2 separate regions of the Sus scrofa genome follow, and region 2 is linked to region 1. A link is a contact called in public HiChIP or PLAC-seq data. All regions are on one chromosome and are shown on one strand. The core of a region is the stretch at or near the end of the contact, and the rest is flanking DNA. Distances in the headings are between cores, read along the strand shown.

Evidence for each region. HiChIP or PLAC-seq counts read pairs in DNA pulled down with a chosen protein or histone mark.
Region 2: a contact with region 1 is called in an H3K27ac HiChIP or PLAC-seq map of alveolar macrophages. The contact joins two enhancer-like sites. A contact is called at or near these places in 1 of 47 Hi-C or Micro-C datasets (epiblast stem cells) and 1 of 2 datasets of contacts at active chromatin or transcription factors (alveolar macrophages).

The regions. Positions count from the first base shown.
Region 1 is chr3:68,936,218-68,939,756 of Sscrofa11.1, forward strand. All of the region lies in intron 6 of TET3 (methylcytosine dioxygenase TET3), which reads right to left. Among named protein-coding and RNA genes, the nearest start is that of BOLA3, 55 kb to the left of the region's middle. Within about 2 kb of position 2,089, at least 3 of the 83 cell types and tissues checked have an H3K27ac peak or open chromatin away from gene starts, as enhancers often do. A contact at or near this core is called in alveolar macrophages, where this site is marked.
Region 2 is chr3:69,160,421-69,163,652 of Sscrofa11.1, forward strand. It overlaps STAMBP (STAM-binding protein), which reads right to left. Exons shown (of 10, transcript XM_003125008.4): 8 at 1,946-2,058; 9 at 1,254-1,353. Among named protein-coding and RNA genes, the nearest start is that of STAMBP, 26 kb to the right of the region's middle. Within about 2 kb of position 1,536, at least 5 of the 83 cell types and tissues checked have an H3K27ac peak or open chromatin away from gene starts, as enhancers often do. A contact at or near this core is called in alveolar macrophages, where this site is marked.

The DNA of each region.
Region 1 (3,539 bases), core at 839-3,338:
TTCAGAGCAGCAGCATCCAGCAACAGCCAAAAGGCAGAAACAATGCAAGTGTCCGTCAACTTTTGAATGGATAAACAAAATGTGGCACATCCACACGACGGAATACTTCTCAACCTTTACACTACAACATGAATGAACCTTTGAGGACATTATGGTTCAGTGAAATAAGCCAGACACAAGAACACAAATGTTGTATGATTCCACTTACACGAGGCACCTGCAGTTGCTAAATTTATAGAGATAGAAGGTTCAACGGTGGTTATCAAGGGCTGGGATGAGAGGGAGAGAGGGTTGGAGAGTTTCCTGGGTGTAGGGTTTCAGTATGGGATGATGAAAAAGGTTTGGAAATCAATTGTGGCGATGATTGCTTAACAATGTAATGTAGTTGATGCCACCAACGGTACACTTAAAAATGGTTAGGGGATTTCCTGTCGTAGCGCATCGGAAACGAATCTGACTAGAAATCATGAGGTTGAGGGTTCGATCCCTGGCCTTGTTCAGTGGGTTAAGGCTCCAGTGTTGCCGTGAGCTATAGTGTAAGTCGAAGACACGGCTCAGATCCCGCGTTGCTGTGGCTGTGGTGTAGGCCGGCGACTACAGCTCTGAATAGACCCCTAGCCTGGGAACTTCCATATGCCGTAGGTGCTGCCCTCAAAAGACAAAGAGAAAAAAAAAAAAATTGGTTAGGAAGGGCAGTCACCTATAATGGAACATGACCAAGGATAATGCAAGAAAAAGAATGCAGGAGTTCCCTTTGCAGCTCAGTGGTAACAAACTGGTATCTGTGAGGGTTCAGGGTTCAATCCCTAGCCCTGCTCAGTTGATTAAGGACCTGGTGTTGACATGAGCTGTGGTGTAGGTCAAAGACACGGCTTGGATCCCGCGTGGCTGTGACTGTGGCTGTGGCGTAGGCCAGCAGCTGCAGTTCCAATTCAACTCCTAGCCCAGGAACCTCCATATGCCACGGGTGCAGCCTTGAAACCTATCCCCCGGCCCCCCAAAAGAGAATGTATGTGTGTGTGTGTGTGTGTGTGTGTGTGTGTGAAACTAGGTCATTTAGCTGTACAGTAGAAACAGACAGAACACTGTAAATGAACGACAATGGAAAAAATAAAAATCATTTAAAAAAATAGTTAGGAGTTCCTATGTGGCTCAGTGGGTTAAGGATTTGGCATTGTCACTGCTGTGGCCAGGGAACTTCCACATGCTATGGGTGCAATCAAAAAACAAATGGTTAAAGCGGCAAATTTTATGTTATGTATATTTTAACATAATTTAAAAATGTATAGTGTAATACACCAAAACCCACTGAACAGTATACTTTAAATGAGTGAATTTATGGTATATGAATTATATCTCAATAAATCCATTTAGAAAAAAAAGAAAGCACGGCCTGGGGCCCTGCTCTGCACCCAGGTCCCCACCTCACTCTCCGCTCGCTCACTAAACACCGCCCTGGATCACAACAGGATATATGCCAAGGCAATGGGTACAGCAGTCGGGGGATGAGGTGGCTGAATCTCTCCCCAAAATCCCAAGTAATTCTTTGACCAGATAAGACATGGGGCCCAGTGAAGAGGGGAGACTGGGAAGGGCTCCAGGTAGCAGGGGGAGGGACAAGGATGTGCAGCGGGGCTTCTGCAAAGGACTAGAAGCAGGACACTCACTTACACACATCTCCAGACTCTAGCAAGAGGGGCAGATGGCTGGGAGAGGATGAAATGGGACGGCCACCAACATAACACAAGCAGCACAGATCAAGCCCTCAACTGGGACGACGGGGACTGAACCAGGAAAAGAACTGGGTTCCAGAGACACTCAGGAGAAAGGTGACTTTGGAACCACTCAACTACAAGGGCTGAGGGACAGGAAGTCTGAGATGACTTGCACATTTTGTGGCAGTGCAAGATACTGGGTGGGTATGGGTGTTGTTTCCTGGCAGGTCAGCAGGGAACATGCCTGAGGCACTGGAAGACCTGCGTGGCTTTTCCTAGTGGCCCAACAGAACAGGTCTGGAGGTCAGGAGACGTCTGGGCTGGAGACAAGCTTGGTCAAGAGTACGTCAGTGCAGGGAGATGCCGAAAGCACCAGCAGACAGGCAGTATCAACAAGGCAAGCAGGCCAGATGTGCAACTAAGGAGCTGAGGTCGGTGGCAGGCCAGACCTTGCTCCATCAGCCCTTGCCTGGAGGAAATTTCAGCCGAGGGCACCCACCTCTTTCAGTTTTACAAGAAGAAAACGGAAATCTGGCTTTTTCAAATGAAATCTCTCCTTTTAAAGATACGAACACCAAATTCAATTTTTACAATTGTAGTGAATTAGACATAATAGAAAATCTACCATTTTAAGGGTACAGTTTAGTAGCATTAAGTTACATTGTTGAATAACTCACACCAGAACTTCTTCCATCTCCCAGAACTCTGTTTTCCCAAACAGAAACTCCACACCCATTCAACACTAACTCTCCCATCTCCCCTGACCCCGCTCCATGGTAACAAGCACTCTATTTTCTGACCGTATTAATCTGACCACTCTGGGTGCCTCATATAAGTGGAATCAGAGAGCATGCGTCCTTTAATGCCTGGCTTTACTGCATTTAGCATAACGTCCTTAAGGTTCACCCATGTTGCAGCATGTGTGAGAATTTCCTTCAAAAATTTAAAGGACACCTTGTATGCTGAACAAAACACATGCCTGGACCGTGAGCTCCTGCTTTGAGCCACAGCAATAATGGTGCCCATCACCCCCATCCCTCATAGAAGCATCAATTACATCGTCATTTATAAAACTGGTTTGGGGGATCAGCAGACATGTGAACATGCCGTGAATCACATCCCTGTGTGGCTGTGTGGCCTCCTGCAAACGGAGCCAGGCACTTCATGGGCACCTGCACACATCGTAGATCCTTAAGGCAGTGGTCCCTGTGACTGGAGGCCCTATTGTCAGCCTGTGCTCACTGCCCAGGCAGCACACTGGCTACCACTCCTGTGTGACACACGTTCAACGCACAGAGACACCTGACCTCTCAAAGCTGAGACTGAGACCTGAGGGGCAAACACATAAATGTGACTGGGCGTGAGCAGACAGGCTACACTGACAAAAGCTGTAACAAAGTGGAGCTCCCTATCCACACTCTGTGAAGGCGCCCAGCACGATGAGGTGCACAAAGTGCAGAAGTCAAAAGCAAGGCCAGTAGAAGGCACGAACCCACGGACAGTTCACATGCCAGCACAGCACAGGGTCTTCAATAAATCATTCAGATTCCCAGAGCGCTGACCTAGAACAGCACAGCGCCCAGCAGAAACCTAAACCCACTCCCCCAAACTCCCATCCTTGGTACTTAGTTCCAGCCTCTGGGGTTCTCCAGGAAGTCTGTTCCACCATGCCCCGTGGGCCTTCAGATATTTGCCTTCGGACCTGTACCTCTACAGACTGGCCCAAGCAGTATGGCCATGGTTCTTTCACCAAAAGCCCATTTTTGCTCTCTGTGCTGTTTGCTTCTGGCACAAGCCTTCGTCACGCCCTTACTCCCTTCTCCC
Region 2 (3,232 bases), core at 286-2,785, 220 kb after region 1:
TTTTTTACGGCCATGCCTGCTACATACAGAAGTTCCCAGGATAGGGGTTGAATCAGAGCTGCAGCAGCTGGCTGACACCACAGCCACAGCAACGCCAGATCTGATCTGCATCTGTGGCCTACACCACAGCTTGTGGCAATGCCAGACCCTTAACCCACTGAGGGAGGCCAGGGATCGAACCCACATTCTCATAGATACTAGTTGGGTTCTTAACCCACTAAGCCACAATGGGAACTTCACCTCCAGTTTCTTTTTTGTGACTAAGTTCTGAGTCTCTTTTCCATATTGGCCACTTTTCACTGGACACAAAAGAAAATAATAATACTCCATGGCCAGCATGGAGTGAAACAGTACTACTACATTAGATTTGAGGGGAAAATTGAAACATACTTATCTCATCAGAAACTGAAACTTTTTACTCACAGAATACCATTTTGGGGAAAACAAACTTCCTAAGAAAGAAGGTCTTAAAAAGCCCTATTATCTAAATGAAATTTCAGAATCAAATATACCTTACCTATCTTAAATGCCTTTTTCCCTTTGAATTCAAATCTCTTGTTAAAGTGCGGGCTTAGGAACTGAGGTTGATGAAGAAAAAAATACTAACCTTTAATAAGCAAGTTACTGCACTTGGTACTTTCTGTACATTACTTCATTTAATGCTGTCAATAATCCCATCAGAAGGTATGATTATTATTATTACCTCTCCATTTACAGATGAGAAAGCTGAGACCCGGGAAGGTTAAGTAACTTGATCAGAGACACAGAGTCCTTAAGTAACAGAACTAAGACTCAAATCCCTTTTTATCCCACACACTTCCCATACATATCTTTATTATGACAAAGCTGATCTTCTATGTGGTTTAGAAAGTACAATATGCCTTATCAGGAGTTCCCGTTGTGGCTCAGTGGGTTGCAGATCTGACTAGTATCCATAAGGATGTAGGTTTGATCCTTGGCCTCACTCAGTGGGTTAGGGATCCCGAGTTGCCATGAGCTGTGGTGTAGGTCACAGACTTGGCTCAGATCCCATGTTGCTGAGGCTGTCTCACTGGCTAGTAACTGTAGCTCTTATTTAACCCCTAGCCTAGGAAATTCTAGATGCCGTGGGTGCAGCCCTAAACAGAAAGAAAAAAAAAAAAAAAAAATATATATATATATATATATATATATATATATATATATGCCTCATCAGCTCTGATGTCCTGCCTGCTTAAAGCACAGCTCTGATTTTTTCCTACATGGATACATACACAGAAGAGAGGTGGATCCTTGCTGTGTGGATGAAATCCTTTCTGGCGACAGGAAGAAATCTCCTCTAGTCCATGGTCAGTTAGTCTAAAGAATCCAGTTCTGAAACAAAAAAAAGCAGGTCCAGAATCAGGCAAAGATGTCCCCTCAATCGCACACACACACACACACACACACAGACATACACACACATGCACACACACACACACACACACACACACACACACAGAGCAGAGCTCATTTTGAGACAGCTTCAAAAATATGCCAGCTCATAGGTCTCTTCTCTGGTGAATGAATCAGAGGTAGAAAATGACTCATCACAGCCACCACACTAGTTTTGCGGGAGATTTCATAGTAAATAACAGGATTTAGAGTGAAAGGAAGTTAACTTTCGGAGATAATCTGTTGGATTTTGAAATTCGCTAATCTGACCTCAATCTCTTGAAATTCCTACTGCTTCAAGTCCAACACTTCAAATTTCAAAAGTCCTTTTCTTAGAAAAGCACTTCAGTCATTGCTTGGATACTTTTTTTTAAACAAGCAGAGTATGTTTATGAGGATATAGGGCTTTTAAAAAAAAAACCTTTTGGAAAAGCCAATCAATACCATAATCTATATATTTTACAGAGAACAAGGTCTTAGAATGGCTTCCCCCCCCACCACTAAAACCCTGAACCACAAGCTTTGTACTTACTCCTGGAACTTGGGGGAACAAACAATGGCTATAGACTCTGGCAACATCATCTGGTAGGAGCAGTGAGTGTGCAGGTCAACGCTGGAGAGGAAGGCGGTCTGTGTGGGATGAGTCTGAGCAGAGAAAAAGAGCCAGGGACCCCTTCAGTGAGAATACACAGCCAAGCCTGGGCCATGAAGGAAGCTAAAGCCAAATAATTCTCAATAACTTGCAGCAATCTCTTTAAGTGCAAAGCCACGAGCAGCCATGAGGAATACACCTGAAGTTCAGAATAAGTAATGAATTTCCTTCCTTCACATACTCTCTTCACTCCCATAACCTCTAATTGCCCATCGAGACTTATCTGGCTTCTCACAAGCTCTCTCTGCATGACAGAGTCACCCATACTGCAAGAATATGGCACATGCTGCCTAATACTTCAACATGGACTTAACAAACCACAGTTAGATGAATGAGTCTTCGTCCTAACAGAGGTGTTAAAAGTCCAGCATGAGTCTGGGGCTTTATAGACAAAAGTGGCAAAAGGTGTCCTGTGGTTAAGGCATATCATCCAAGGATATGAGAGGGAGAGAGTGACTGGGGTTAAATCACACAAAGGACCCTGCCTTATTTGGGAAAAGGATCAAGATATTGAAATTTGAGAGTTGTCAATTAAAGCATCACCTAAATTGCATTCCATTTATTTCATTTGCTTTCAATTATTTAATGTTTTATTGGGCACATTCTTGGTACACAAATGAACCACTGTACAATGACTTGCGCTCGTCTCAGAGGGGATGTGATTTTAGATGACAAGGACAGAAAAAGACCCAATGTGGACTTCCTGCTGTGGCACAGTGGGTTAAGAATCTGACTCTGGGGTTGCTGCAGAGATGTGGATTCAATCCCTGGCTCGGCACAGTGGGTTAAAGGATCTGGTGCTGCCACAGCTGTGGTGTAGGGTATAGGTTGCAGTCGTGGCTCGGATTCAGTCCCTGGCCAGTGTTCCATATGCCACAGGTCTGGCCATTAAAAAAAAAAGAAAAAGACCCAACATGACTCAAAAAGACTACCAATCTTCACTGACAGAAAACCACATAAAATTATTATATGTACTTGACCAGTGTTTTTCAACCCTATTGTGTAAAAATGATGAAGCTCCTGTGGAACTTGTCAAAAGCACAGGCTCCTGCACCCCACCCCAGAAATATCCATCCTGAGAAAGACAATTTTTTTTTCTGGCCACACCCACAGCATTTCAAAGTTCCCAGGACTGAATCCAAGCCAAACTACAACCTACACAACAGC